Regions from separate parts of the Sus scrofa genome. Here region 2 is linked to region 1. A link is a contact called in public Hi-C data. All regions are on one chromosome and are shown on one strand. Each heading gives the region's core, a stretch centred on a gene start, on an enhancer-like site or on the middle of the called end of the contact. The rest is flanking DNA. Distances are from core to core; before and after follow the strand shown. Region 1 holds the start of PCGF3 (polycomb group RING finger protein 3). Region 2 overlaps CPLX1 (complexin-1).

The links. A called contact is a pair of places that touch in the nucleus more often than the background predicts.
Region 2: a contact with region 1 is called in a Hi-C map of skeletal muscle, with 5 times the contacts expected there. The contact joins the enhancer-like site here to the promoter of PCGF3 in region 1. A contact is called at or near these places in 9 of 47 Hi-C or Micro-C datasets (embryonic fibroblasts, fetal skeletal muscle, heart right ventricle and 4 more) and 1 of 2 datasets of contacts at active chromatin or transcription factors (alveolar macrophages).

The regions. Positions count from the first base shown.
Region 1 is chr8:136,219-143,028 of Sscrofa11.1, forward strand. PCGF3 (polycomb group RING finger protein 3) reads left to right here and starts at 4,218. Exons shown (of 10, transcript XM_021100828.1): 1 at 4,218-4,414.
Region 2 is chr8:192,553-199,362 of Sscrofa11.1, forward strand. It overlaps CPLX1 (complexin-1), which reads right to left. Exons shown (of 4, transcript XM_021100829.1): 4 at 5,326-6,810. Among named protein-coding and RNA genes, the nearest start is that of CPLX1, 36 kb to the right of the region's middle. Within about 2 kb of position 3,164, at least 72 of the 83 cell types and tissues checked have an H3K27ac peak or open chromatin away from gene starts, as enhancers often do. A contact at or near this core is called in alveolar macrophages, embryonic fibroblasts, fetal skeletal muscle and 4 more, where this site is marked.

The DNA of each region.
Region 1 (6,810 bases), core at 2,968-5,467:
TGATACAGGCAAATAAGTGAAACATGCAGTAAGCCCCCTATTCTGGGCTAATGGTAGCAGGCTGACTATCCTTTTTTGTCCTGCTTGTCTCAGTGACAGGCCCTGGCCACCATCCTGGAGGTGACCCCTGATGGCACATACAGGTGTCTGAAGCTCTTATACAGCTGCAAGAACCCCTGTGTGGAGATTCAGTGGTTTGTTAATTACTCGCACTTGATGCCACGTGGACTGTTCCAGTTTTTTCTAGTATAAATTCCATTTCCGTTATTAGCCCTGTTCCTGCCTTTGCATTCTTGCCAGTGTATCTTTGGCCTAAATTCTTCCTTGGGGATTGCGGGGTCAGAGGATAAATACCCATGTAATCTCGCTGGATACTCTCAACCTCCCTTCTGTCCCCACCAACAATACATGTGACTAGAGTCTCGACAGGAGGGTAGGTTGTCAAGTGCTGGGGTTTTGTTGCCAGGTTGGTCAGGAGAGGCCTTGGGAGACATCTGAGCACCCGGCAGAGGGTGGGGGGAGCCACATGGGCGGTCAGGAAAGCCTGAGAGTAGCTCAGCCATGGCCCTGAGGCGCGAGGGCCCAGCAAGTCCAGGAGTGTTGAGGGGCCATGTGGCTGGAGGAAGTGACAGGAGAGCAACAGAGGCCAGGCCAGAGGTGGGGCAGGATGCAGGCTCGAGGCAGCCCTGGGGGACTCGGAGCAGCTGCCGGCTGCTAAGCAAAGGCCTGGCGCACTCTGACCCAGGTGTCGAGGGGCTGGCTCCTCGGCTGCTCTGTTCAGGAGAGGCTGTGGCTGGGGCAGCAGCTGCAGAGGCGGAGAGCCTGGGCTGCACCTCGGCGCGTCTGAAGATAGAGCCGACAGCATTTGCCCATAAACTGGGTGTGGGAAAACGGAGAGAGGGGGCATCAGGAAGGAGTGCTGATGTGTGCCCCCAGTAGCGGAGAAGACGGCGCTGCCCCTGGCTGGGATGGGAAGATGAGGAAGCGGTCTGCCCCGGGCCTGGGGGAGCAATGTCTGCAGTTCCCTGAGGGACACCTCGGTGCACACACGCTGGCGGTCACCAGCACCTGGACGGAGCTCAAAACCATGCGGCCAAAGAGCTCGCTGGCCAGGAGTGACCGTAGGGGCAGGAGAGGAGGATGGCTGAGGGGCTGAGAAGGTGCCAGTCAGAGGGCAGAACACGGGAATGGGCTGAGGGGAAAGCGTTCCCAGGAGAGAGCAGTGCAGGGGGTCATGGAGGTGACGGTGGCTGTGGACGCAGCCCACGACATCCGGGGTGACCTGGGCCAGAGTGTTTTACCGGGGGAGGCTGAGCCGTTAAGAGATAGCCCGGGAAGGGGAATTGGGGCGGGGGCGAGTGTAGACAGCTCTTCTGAGGAGTCGGGCTAAAAGGATGAGCAGAGACGCACGTGGCCGAGAGAGCCCGTTTTATTCCATTTGGTTATTCAGGGGGGCAGCCTGGAATGGCCCACCAGAGAGGATGGCCCTGGGGGAGGCAGAGAAGACGGGCACTCTGGGGGGGTGCTTGAGTGGCAGAGAAGGGAGGACAACGCCTCTGGGGAAGGAGGGGGTGTGGGCAGGTGGGTGGGGGGTCTCCTCTCACTGCTTATATCTGGTTTTTGGTTCCCTCTTTCTGTTCTGCCCTATTGAGGTGTAATCACACAATGTAACCTGTATGCTTCAGTGAGTTCTGACCCAGATGTACACCCAGGAGCTTATCACCACCATCCACCCAACACGCATTTCCATCATCGCAGGTGTCCCTGGGCCCCCTGTGACCCCCGACTCTTGTGCTTTTGCTCTGAGTGAAGCCCTGGAGGGTTCTGGGCAGAGCAGGGACATTCCTCCGCTAACGTGTTGTGAGACTTACTATTTCATGGTGAGGATAGATTTGGGGCCCGAGGAAGGAAGCAGGAGGCCAGCCTGGAGGTGATGCACCAACTGGGGGAATCCAGGGCCTTGGACCAGTTTGGGAGTGGGGTGGAGGAGCCGTGGTGGATTCTGAGGAGTCTACTGACAGCAAGTGTGGGCGTGGGAGGGAGGATTGCCGCTCAGCAGGTGGGAAGGAGTCCACTTTCTCTGCAGCGAGGGCCATGGGAAGGTCAGGAGTTGACATTCTGACATTAGAGATGTGGCCACACAGCTGGACACAGGAGCCAGAGAATCAGGGTCAAGGTCCGGGATGCAGTAATCGATGAGGTCCCCCAGGGAGAATGGGTGGGTAGCCCAGATGTCTGGTCTGCACCCTCAGCAAGAGACCCTGGGCCTGGGACGAATTTGGAACTGTTGCCATGCCTCATCTACTTGCTCCTGGCTCTCCCCCATTTGCAGACAGGTGGCCACAGTGTCAGACAGCTGTCAGGTGACTGCCTGGTGTTACCTTACCCTCAGCCCAGGGCTGCTCCTGGTCTGCTGTCCCCTGGGCATCCACTTCCAATCCGGGTCATCTGAATGCCCAGGAAACAGAAGCAGCTAGAAGAGACCATGCATCAGGGTCTGCCCCCCTCCCCCCCCAGTGTGAAGTCCTGCCAGCTGCCCCCCTGGATCTGGGAGCCTGGGCTCACACGGCATGGTCATTGTCCCAGTGTACCCAGTCAAAGCCACTGACGTTGCCAGGGCTCCAGCCCAGATAGAAAACAGCCTTCTTCTCTGGCATGCCTCGTTCCCTTTGTGGCTTCCATCTACTGCCTTGAAAAGTTGTCTGTATTTCTCCTCCTCCTTTGAACAATCTGTTTTCACTCCAACGATGCATCCACACTCCACTGGCCATGGCCCCAGAGGGGCCTCACTGCCCTCATCCTTCCTGCAGCCGAAAGGACATCACTCACCCCTGGGAGGAGGCTCCTCCTCCCCAGGCTGTTTTATCTGGGTCTTTCTCCCCTGCGCCTCCTGAACTCCTGCATTTCTCCACTAGGAGGATCAACTGGGGTGGCCCCCCATCCCTCACTCCCTCCCTTGACCGTCCCATCATCTGTAGACACTGCAAGCTCACGCTGCACACCTACAGCCCCCAGCCTCCCGATGGCCCCAGCTTGGGGCCTAGCAACATCACCCTCCTCAGATGGTCAGCAGCTGCCCATTCCTCCACCTTGCCTGCCCTCCACGGCACCACGTGGTGCAGGCCCCTGGCTCTCCCCAGCACTGCCTTCTGATGCAGCCCTGCCCCCACTGACACAGTTCAGCCTTCCACGGAGACCCTGCCATCTGACTTCATCTCCAGCCTCCCTGTGCCCTCTGGTTTTCAGGCTGGTCTCTGGAAAGTACCCTTCACACACACACCCACCTCAGGGCCTGAGGCTGTCTGGACCCGCTGTGAACCTCTGCCAACTCCTATACTTGCAGGGCTTGCTCCCTGCATCCCTTCCGTGCCCGCTCATTCTACTGTAACCAACTCTGCAGTCAAATGCCCTACCACTGAGCTATACCCTCTATCGTAACCAACTCTGGACACCCACAGCCTCCCCCACCTGGCTTGTTTCCCACAGGACACCTCATTTACTTTCCTCTGTTATTCCCGCGCTGCGCCCCCTACGCAGTGTGGACCCCAGCGGGGCGGGACCGTCACCTTCACTGCTTACAGCTCCAGGGCGGGGCCTGCAGAAAGGTGGACTAGGGATGGGTTGTGGAGTCGGCCATGCTGCTGGCTGACCGGGAGTCCAGGAGGGAGGACGATCTCTGTCCGCGGCGACCCTACTCCTTCCAGGAGCTAGTTCCCAGGAAGAATAGGAATGCAAGAACGAGACCGCCTCCCTCGGAGGAAAGTCCTGGTCCTAGAGCCCTGCTCGAGCCCAGCTGACTGCAGGGTTCTGCGTTCCGTCAGCCCCGCCCCCGCCTAGCGCCGCGGCCACCGACCCCGCCCTCCGACCACGCCCCTCCCCGCCCCCGGACCGGGGATCGCGCCACGCCTCCGCCAGGCCCGGCACAATCTCCGGCCCCGCCTTCCCGACCCCTCACAAGTCTCTAGCGCCCTGCCCCCTGCAGGGTCTCTGAGCAGTGCCCGTCCTCCAATCTCTCTCTGACCACGCCCCCCGCCTGCACCCACATTCTCTGCCACGCCCCAGCCCTAGATCCCGCCCCCGCGCCCTTGCCTCCCCCAAGTCCCTGGGCGGAGCCCAGCCCGGACGCGCCCGCGCCCTTGGACCACGCCCTTTCCCCCGCCTCTGGCCCCGCCCCTCCAGGCCCCGCCCCGGTCCTGGTTGCCGGGTGGGAGCCGGGATGGGCACTGCGCATGCTCCAAGCACGGCGCCCCCGACTCTGCGTTCGGCTCCACTCGGGCATTTCCGCCTCTTTGTTTTAAACTCCGGACGGGTTTTTTTCTCCTGCTCTTGGGGGGGACCCAGAGGGAGCGGCGCCCCCTCCCCCTCCCGGCGCGGCCCCCGCGTGCGCCCCGCTCGCCCGCAGCCGAGACGGCAGGTCAGTGAGTCCGCGCCCCGCCCGGCCTGGTCCGCGGCGCCCGCTCCACAGGCCGCGGCCTCTGCCTGTGTCCGGGCCCGGAAGGCTCCGAACCCCTGCCCGCGCCCCTGTGCCCTCGTCGGCCCGGTCTGCGGAGCCCCGACTCGGCTTGGCAGGCCCAGGCCCGGGCCGGACCCACCGGGGACTGGGACCCCAGGGAGGGCCCGATCCCGGGACGAGTCTTCGGGGAGGGACCAGGGAGGACCGGACCCCAGAACGGGTACCGAGAAGGTCTGGACTTCGGGATCCCCCAGAAAAGGACTAGGAATCTCTGGACCCTGAGACAGATCACCTAGGAGATCCCAACCGTGCTATGGGTCATGGAGTTGGGTCCAACCCCACTCTAGGTCACGGTGGTGGGTTGGAACCCTAGGACCCAGCAGGAATTGGAGAGAGCTGGACCCTGAGGAAGGTCACCGAGCAGGGCCAGACCTCAGGACCCGGCAGGACCCAGGAACTGCTGGGACACTGAAACAAGTCACTGAGGAGGGCCTGGACCTTAGGATGGGTCACTGGGGCAGTCTGGACCCCAGGACGGGTTCGTGGAAAGATCAGGACTTGAGGCTAAACCCACTAGGGAGGACTGGGACACCAACATTGGCCTTGGTACGGCCAGGATTCTGGAAGCACCGCGAGCACCTCTGGGACCCTGGGACAGCCCTCCCTTCCCAGGAGGCCGGGACCCTGGGACCGTGCCATGTGGCGGGCTCCAAGGGTGACCCAGGTAGGTCACGTAGGAAGCTGGATGCTGGGGCAGGACTGAAGAAGGCCGGCTCTGAGGGAGGGCTAGGACCGTGATAAGAGCCAGAACTTGGACAGGTCCCTAGGGAGGTCACGACTCTTGAATGAGTCCCTGAGAGGTACCCAGACCTCAAAGGTGGTCTGTGAGGAGTGAAGGGCCCCCAGGCTGGGTCCCCAGGGGGGTTGGGTCCAGAAGCGGGATCCAGAGGTGCCCTGAAACTGCCCGGCCCCCTCAGCTGGACCTGCCTGCTCCAAAGGCTCTGGAGCATCAGGGTCCTGGTCGCCTGAGCCCCACAGGTGCAGACCAGTCTCCTCCTGAGGCCCCTGAGCACCTGGGCCCCACAGACCTGACCTTTAGCACATGCTGCCTGGGCAGGGCCCCGGGGCTGGTCATGGAGCACGTTGGGGCCCATCCTCCAGTGCCTGGTCCACACTGGCTTTGTGTCTCTGAAACCTTGGAATCAGACTTTCATCAGGATCTTGCCCACATTGTCCTTTAATTTGGAAGTGGGGATGCGACAGTGCTGCTCTTTGACTGGGGAAGGGCTCCAGAGGGTGTTGTGTAGAATAGTGTTGGAGGAGTTTGAGAGGACAGAAGGCCCAGGCGGGCACTGGCTGCCTGGCACGGGGTCGGCATGCGGCACACAGTCACCGAATGAATGAGGGAGTGTGTGAACGAACGCATGAAAAGCAGGAATGCTTTCAGAAAGATGTGCGTGCGACAGGCTTGCGACTCATCCAGAGATTGGACAGTAGAATGAGGCGTAAATCTCAAACTCTCAAGGGAGATGCTTGAACTGGTCAGTTCAGTATTTCATTTTGTGCCGTAGTTTCACTTCTTGGTTACTTAGGAGAAAACCACTTTGGATTTTCAGTGTAACATTTCATGGGACCTAATCTTAAGCAAATGGAGTCCCCAAATAGTCCAGTCTAGAAACTTTTCTTTGCCAAATGTCCAAATGTAACCACAGTCGGGACCCTCATACTTAATGCTTACTTTTTTTTTTTTTAACATACTTTCTTTTTTTCTTTTTCTTTTATTTATTAACACTTTATTCTTTAAACACTTAATTTGCTTTGTGAAGTTTTGGAAAAGACCTGTAAAACTGGGCGTTCAGTTTTGGTTAGGCTCTTTCCTTTCCCATTTTTGGATTTTTGAAAGTGTGATAATGCTGGGCAGTTGCACTATTTCTATTAGTTCCTATCGTACAATGTCTGCGGGTCAGGAATCCAGGCACAGCTGAGCTGGGTGCTCAGGCTCAGCATCTCACGAGGGGTGCTGGCCGGGGCTCTGGCTGCTGGCCGGAGACGTCCATGAGGGCAGCTCAGGGAGCCAGCGGCAGAGTAAGAGAGCAAGCGGGAGGCCACGGTCTTCGTGACCTGATCTGGGCCGTGACTCCCGTCCCTTTTGCCACATTCTGTTTGTTGGGATCTCGGCACCAGGCCCAGCCCACACTTGAGAGGGAGGAAGGCACACTGGGATAAGGCCTGGCACTGGTCAGATTTTAGCTCCTGCAGGGAGAAGCACCCTGTGGGTGGATTAGCACGGTTGTGTGTAGTGGCCAGTCTGAGGTGGCCTCTTTGGTTACATGGCTTCCGATGTCACCACTGTGACT
Region 2 (6,810 bases), core at 1,914-4,413, 55 kb after region 1:
TGAGGCTTTCAGGGAAGGGTCTGTGAAGACAGGCTGAGGGCGGTGCCATCAGCTCCTGGGTACTCTGCTGACGGGTTGGTGAGGAGGAGGTCGCCAGTCAGCATCACCCGTCCTCGGGTTCAGCCCGTCTGGGGTCTGCGTGCCCGTGGTCAGCAGTCTTCCCCCGCTGGGGCTTCGGTCTCTCTCTGGAAAAGGGCTCAAAGTCGTGGGTCAGGATGTCATCGACAGCCCTTGAGGAGGAACTCAAGGTCCTTGACTTTGTTTTATGGCTGCCTGTTCTTATTTTGTCTTGCTTGTTTTCCTTTGTTCCTGCCCTTTCTCTGATTAAAGTTATTCTCTGGAACTTGGAGCCTACTACAAACAAGAGGGAGGCAGCGGCCATGGGGGCCTGTCCCTGGAGGCCCCACAGGGTAGCAACATCATATTTGTTTTTATGTCTCCTTAGGGTCCTCTTGGCTGTGACAGTTTCTCAGACAGGCCTTGTTTTGATGAACTCGACAGTCTTAAGGGGCTCTGGTCAGATATGTTGTAGCATGTCCTTCAGTTGGTGTTCGTCTGCTATTTTTTCTTTTCTTTTTTTTCTTTCTTTTTTTTTTTTTTTTTTTTTGTCTTTTTGCCTTGTCTAGGGCCGCTCCCGCAGCATATGGAAGTTCCCAGGCTAGGCGTCGAACCGGAGCTGTAACTGCCGGCCTACACCACAACCACAGCCACGCGGGATCCGAGCCGCGTCTGCAACCTATACCACAGCTCACAGTAACGCCGGATCCTTAACCCACTGAGCGAGGCCAGGGACCGAACTTGCATCCTCATGGTTCCTAGTCGGATTCGTTAACCACTGCGCCACGGCGGGACCTCCTGCTATTTTTCTCAGGGTTAGACTCGGGGTGTGGGTCTGGGGGAGGAGGACCCCAGAGGTGTGTGTATCCCATCCTATCACAGTGCCCTGTCACTGCTGATGCTGACCTTGGGCCCCAGAGGTGGTGTCTGTCACGTTTCTCCAGTGCAGGTGCTCTCTTAAGCCCTTCCCATAAGCGTGTTCCCTGAAGGAAGTCACCCTGTGGAGCCCACACCGAAGGCCGGCTCCTGACAGGACCGTCTGCGTCTGCTTTTGCGTGTCCGTGTGCGCCTGTGCACGCGTGGCCCTTACCCTATACCCGGGTCATAATCCAACAGGACCTTATTTTGTTGCCCAGATTGGTCCAGGTTTGGGAGCTCTCTCCCCTTCTCATGCCCCATCATTGTGGGTTTGGTTTGTTCTTTGGCATTTTCTTACTTCCAGGCTTCCTGCACCAGCCAGCTCCAAATGCCTCCTCAGTGGTGAGTTTTGAGTGTGTGTGTGTGTTTTTAGGGCTGCACCTGTGGGGCCCATGGAAATTCCCAGGCTGGGGGTAGAATAGGAGCTGCAGCTGCCAGCCTCCACCACAGCCACAGCAATGCTGGATCCAAGCCGCATTTGCGACCTGCACCACAGGTCACGGCAACGAGGGATCCTGAACCCACTGAACAAGGCCAGGGATCGAACCCGCGTCCTCATGGATCCTAGTTGGGTTCGTTACTGCTGAGCCACAATGGGAACTCCCGATTTTTGATTATTTATTGAACTTTATTTCTGCTCACTGCATGAGGATTAGCTGCAAGTCAGAGAATTTGTATGGACTGTCAGTCTCCCGTCTGAACCTGGAAGGTCCAGCCAGGCCCGGCCCCTGTTCATTGTCTGGCCTCAACATGGGTGGGTGAGGGAGGGGTCAAGAGGTGTGACAGGGTGAGACCCCTTCTTGGGCCCTAAGCAGGACTGTGTGGACATGTGCAGACAGAGGCTGACTTCTGGCTGATGCACCCTAGAATGTAGGACTCCTTGGAGAGAATCAGGGGTTTGGGGCACCTGGACACAGAGCAGGTGCCATCCTTATGGGCCAGAGCTCTCTGCAGGAGCAGGTGCATCAGTGCTACTCAGCTGCAGATTGAGGCAGTTTAAAGGTCAGGGTGGAATTTCCTGGTGGCCTACTGGGTTGGGGATCTGGCATTGCCGCTGCTGTGGCTCAGGTCACTGCTGTAGCACAGGTTTGATCCCTGGGCAGCAACTTCTCCATGCCGTGGGCATGGCCAAAAAATAAAATAAAGGTCAGCGCTGGGACCAGGCTTGGGGGCCAGGTTCAAAGGCCAGTCAACAACTCATTAGCATTTGTCTTTCCAAGAAGGCTTCTTTGCAGAGGGCCCTGAGGAGACAGCCAGGGAGGGAATGACGTGGGCTGTACCCAGGAGCTACCCCTGGCACTGGGTCTCCTGCTTCAGGAGGGTGGCAGCCAGGAGTGTCTGCCAGGATCTCACCCAGTTCATCCCAGGCTTCCAGGCCTTTCCCTCAGTCAGGCTGGGCACCTCTCTTCACTGGCATCATCCTCTGCCTAAATCTCAACGTACTCAAGGGTGCAAGAAACACGTTTATTTTGCAGAAACCAAACTAAACTTCCACTCCATGCCTCACCCTCTGGGGCTGAGAGAAATCACCCTGGGCACCACGGGGGTCTGGTGCTCAGCATTGTGGGGGCCCCACCCTCAGGGACGAGCAATGTAGGATTCTAGTTCTTCCCCGAGCCTCACGCAGCAGAGTAAAGACCCACCAACGGCCGGCACTGGCTGCTAGAGCCAAATGGATGCCCTAGCCCCCTCCTCACCTCCAGCTCCTGGGCCTCACACCCTCACCGCCTGTAACTGGGGCTGGGGGGCGGGGGAGAAGGGTGAGGGTAGTCCGGGGCAGGGCCGATGGCCGGGAGGGATGACCCCACCGGTGGCCGGGAGGAATGACCCCACCGGGAGGTGGTGATCCTCTGCTGTCCCGTCCCTGGACGACCTGTGCGCACCAGGCTGGGCGCATCTCCTCTCCAGTGCCCGCCCCGCCTGGACCGCGCTGCGCCGGCCCAGCCCCACCCCGCAACCAGGTAGTCCCGTTCCTGGTCCTGGCTCAGCTGGGTTCTCTGTCCCAGCCCTCCCAACGCGGGGGCTCAGAGGACACCGGGAGGACGAGAGGACACAGGGAGGGACCGGAGAGCGCCGGGGAGACACTAGGTAATCGATCCCGAGGACACCCCTGCGGCTGCCGCCCTTCCTTCTTTGGCGTCTCCCGGGCCCCGATTTGTTAGGTTTCTGCCACGTGACCTTCTGGGAGCCAATCGCAGCCGCATGACTTAGCACGCGTTGATTGGCTGAGGCCGGCCAGGGGCGGGGTGGAATGAGGTGGGGGCGGGACCGGGGTCACCAGGGGGCCTACTCCTGGCCCCGACGCCTAGGCTCAGCGCCCAGTTTGAGTGGCGCTGGGCGGTGTCTTTCCTTGAGGCCCTTCAATCCTCCAGGCCACGCACGTGTCGGCCGGCCCTAGCCAGGAATTGCTGCAGCCGGATCCCCAGCTCGGCCCCTCAGCCCGCTTCCCTCATCCTTCCTCCGGTCCCGCCCCATCGTCAGCTTCCCCCCTCCCCCCCAAGCCCGACTTCCACCCCACCCCACCCGAGCCCGCCCCCCGCATCCTGCCTGGGCTCCTGCCCCTGGTCCCACCCCCCCGCCCCCCCAGCCTGACTCGCATTCTCACCCCACCCAATCGTGCCCAAGCCCGGCCCCAGGTCGACGGCCTGAATCCCACCGGCTCCGAGGGATCCCATCCCACCCTTCACCGGAGACTGTCCCTCCTTTAGGACCTGATGAGAACCGGCTGAGGCAGAAGTGGAGGTCGGCTCCAAATTGTGTGGACAGGTGGCCTGCACCCAGGGTTCACTGAGACCCGCTGGCAGCGATTGTGGACAGCAGGATTTGTCTAGCTGCGGATTAGCACAGCAAAACAAAATGGTCCTTAATTGCCAGATCTTTAAAAACGTGTCCTGGGAGTTCCCATCATGGCTCAGTGGTTCACGAATCTGACTAGGAACCATGAGGTTGTGGGTTCGATCCCTGGCCCTGCTCAGTGGGTTAAGGATTCGGCATTGTCCTGAGCTGTGATGTAGGTTGCAGACACGGCTTGATCCCGTGTTGCTGTGGCTCTGGTGTAGGCCAGCGGCTACAGCTCCGGTTAGACCCCTAACCTGGGAACCTCCACATGCCGCAGAAGCGGCCCTAGAAAAGGCAAAAAGACAAAAAAAAAAAAAAAAAAAAAAAAGTGTCCTGACAGCCTTGATAGCTAAGTGGCTTGTGACTCAAGCAGTTCCAGGTGCCTAAGAGACAGCAATGCCGAGCAGAACACGGCCCCAGGTTGGCTCCAGAGGATCTGCCTGCCTACCTGAGGCATGGAGGACTTCCCTGAAGGAAGTGTGGTCTGCTTTGTTATAGAGTTAAATGAATGCTCTGAAAGGAAAGAGACTACAAAGAGGCAGAGTGGTCCTAAAGCAAGCCCAGAGCCAAGGGCGTGGTGGCAGAAGTCCCAGGGCCACTCTGAGGTCCTCAGCCAGCTTCCGCCTCAGGGCCCTGGCACTGCCATTCCTCTGCCTGGAATGCACTTCCATCAGAGGCCTGCAGAGCTCCCTCTGTGTGCACACATCACATCTTCAGAGGGAAACAGCGACCCTCACCATCCCCTCTGCCTCCTGCCGCTGGAAAAATCAGTCCCAGGAGAAAGGAACCTCAATTACCCCTGGTGCCTAGAACGGGGCTCTGCACGTTGTGGGGGTTCAGCAAGCATCAGGCAAAGGGGTGCCTCTCCCTGGAGCCCGCGGACCCCTCTGCAAAGAGATCTGCCCCACCAGGCACTGAGGAAGGGCCGCGGGGCTCCCGAGGGAAGGCGATGCAGGTCACTGGCAATCCGGGTTGCTCAGCACTGAGAGGAGTTCAGGCCAGGCGGGGGCGGGGGTGCAGTTCGGTGTGCCCCTTCTCAGAGCAGCCGTGCTGGGGCGGTGGCTTGTAGAGCCCAAAACCTGGATCAGCTGGCCAAGTTCTGAGGCAGAGGCAAAGGGGCAGCATTCTGGGCCCAGCCCAGTGGGGAGGGGGTGGGGGTGGGGGGACAAGTGTGGTCAGCACAGTGGGACCAGGGCCCCAAGGGCTGTGGGACAGGAAAGGCCAGAGATGGGGGAGACTTGCGGGGCTGGGGCCCTAAAGGGACCCGGTCTGCGGATGTCGAGTCGGGCGGGGCAGCCTTAGGGAGAAAGGGTCTGCGGAGGGAGTCCAGGTCAGGGCTGTGGGGAGCCCTCAGAGCTGCCCCCGCGAAGGGGGTGGGGTGGGCTGGGCCTATTTGGCAGGGCCTGGGGGGGCAAGTGGGGACCAACCATCCAGCAGGACCTCGGCTGCACCCCGGGGCCCCTCCCAGCCCCATTGCCTCCGGGGGGAAAGAGGACTCCAGACGGCCACGCGCGTGAAATCACTGTGGTGTTTATTGGCTGTGACTCCATCTGGAGAGGCCCCCGCATGCAGGAGGAGTCACGGGCGCCAGGACAGACGACGGGGACATCCACGGTCTACACTAAGCTCGGCTGCTTGGGCGTCCCACGCGCCCGGAGCAGGATGCGGGGTTTCTAGAGATAGCGCCCTGTCTGCTCAGAGCTGGCTTTTTAACGTGTGAAAACAGGCATTTAAAAAAGACGTGGGACCGGGAGGAGGCGGGGCGCGCCCGCGGCTGGGAACTGGGGGGCGGTGGTGGTTCGTATTGCGTCTAGTCGTATGGCTTCTCTAAAGAGCTAGGGAGGCCCGCGCCCCTGGCCCGCGACACGTGGACACGATGAATTTTCGACGAGACAGAAAAGGCCCCAGGGACTGAGGCGAGAGGCTTCCTGTCACGATAAAACTCCTCAAATACGTAAGACCTCAATTACCTGAGATTCGACATATTGTGATGCAAATTAAACGAAGGTAGAGGAAACGTGAGGGTTGGGAGGCCCTTGGCTGTTTCTGTTGACCCCGGCTGGCCCAAGTGGCAGGGGCGCCAACCCCAATTCGAGGGCCTGCATCTGCGCAGGGACGGCACAGGACAGGGGCGGGCCTTCTGACTCCGCTTGCTTCTGCGGGCACCCAGCGCCCGGTCCCCAGGGCTCTGCTTCTCCTCCCGGTTCTGGGCGAAGGTGTGGGTGTTCAGAGGGTGAGGGCAGGACACTCCACCCCCAGAGCAGCCTCGGAGGACACGGGTCATGGCAACCAGGAAGGGGAGTGGGGCTGGGCTCAGCCGGGCCGACAGACTCAGGGGAGCTGGAGTTATGGGGCTGCATGAGCGCCTATCTGAGGCTTTCCCAAGCCTGTCACTTTGTGTTTCCCTTGGTGGGGGAGAGCGCAGGCCCTGGCATTCCTCAGAATCGAAGGCTTCCAGAGGAGTGGACAAGAAGAGGGCCGGGAGGGCAGACAGCTGGACGAAGAAGGTAAGGGGTGCAGATGGACGGAGGTGGAGGGCAGGCACTAGGGACTAGCACTAGGAAGACACAGATACAGCAACCCAGGTGTCAGTGCGGGGGAGGGGTTGGGGGGGCCAGGCTGATCCCAGGCAGTGAGCCCGGGCCAGCTGCTGGCCTCTCCTACCCCCACCCCAGCCTGCACGACCGCTGCCCCCTACTATGGCTGTGCTCCTGAGTTTGCGCCCGCCAACGCAGAGGTGGTCGAGGGACTGGCCCTTAAGGTGGCCCTGGCCAAGGGCCCTGCTGGGTGGGTGGTGAAGGGCTGGAGCAGAAAGGGGCTTCCCAGGCTCTGGGGGAGGGTCCAACCCACCTGCTGCCAGACGAGCACGTGGGCTGGTCCCCAGAGCCTCCAGCAGACCGCAGGGGCCCTGGGTGGGGCGGTAGGGTGCCCCTCCCTCGGTGGTAGTGGCGATGGCAGTGCGGGGATGGGGTGGGGTGAGAGGTGGGCAGAGGCTCC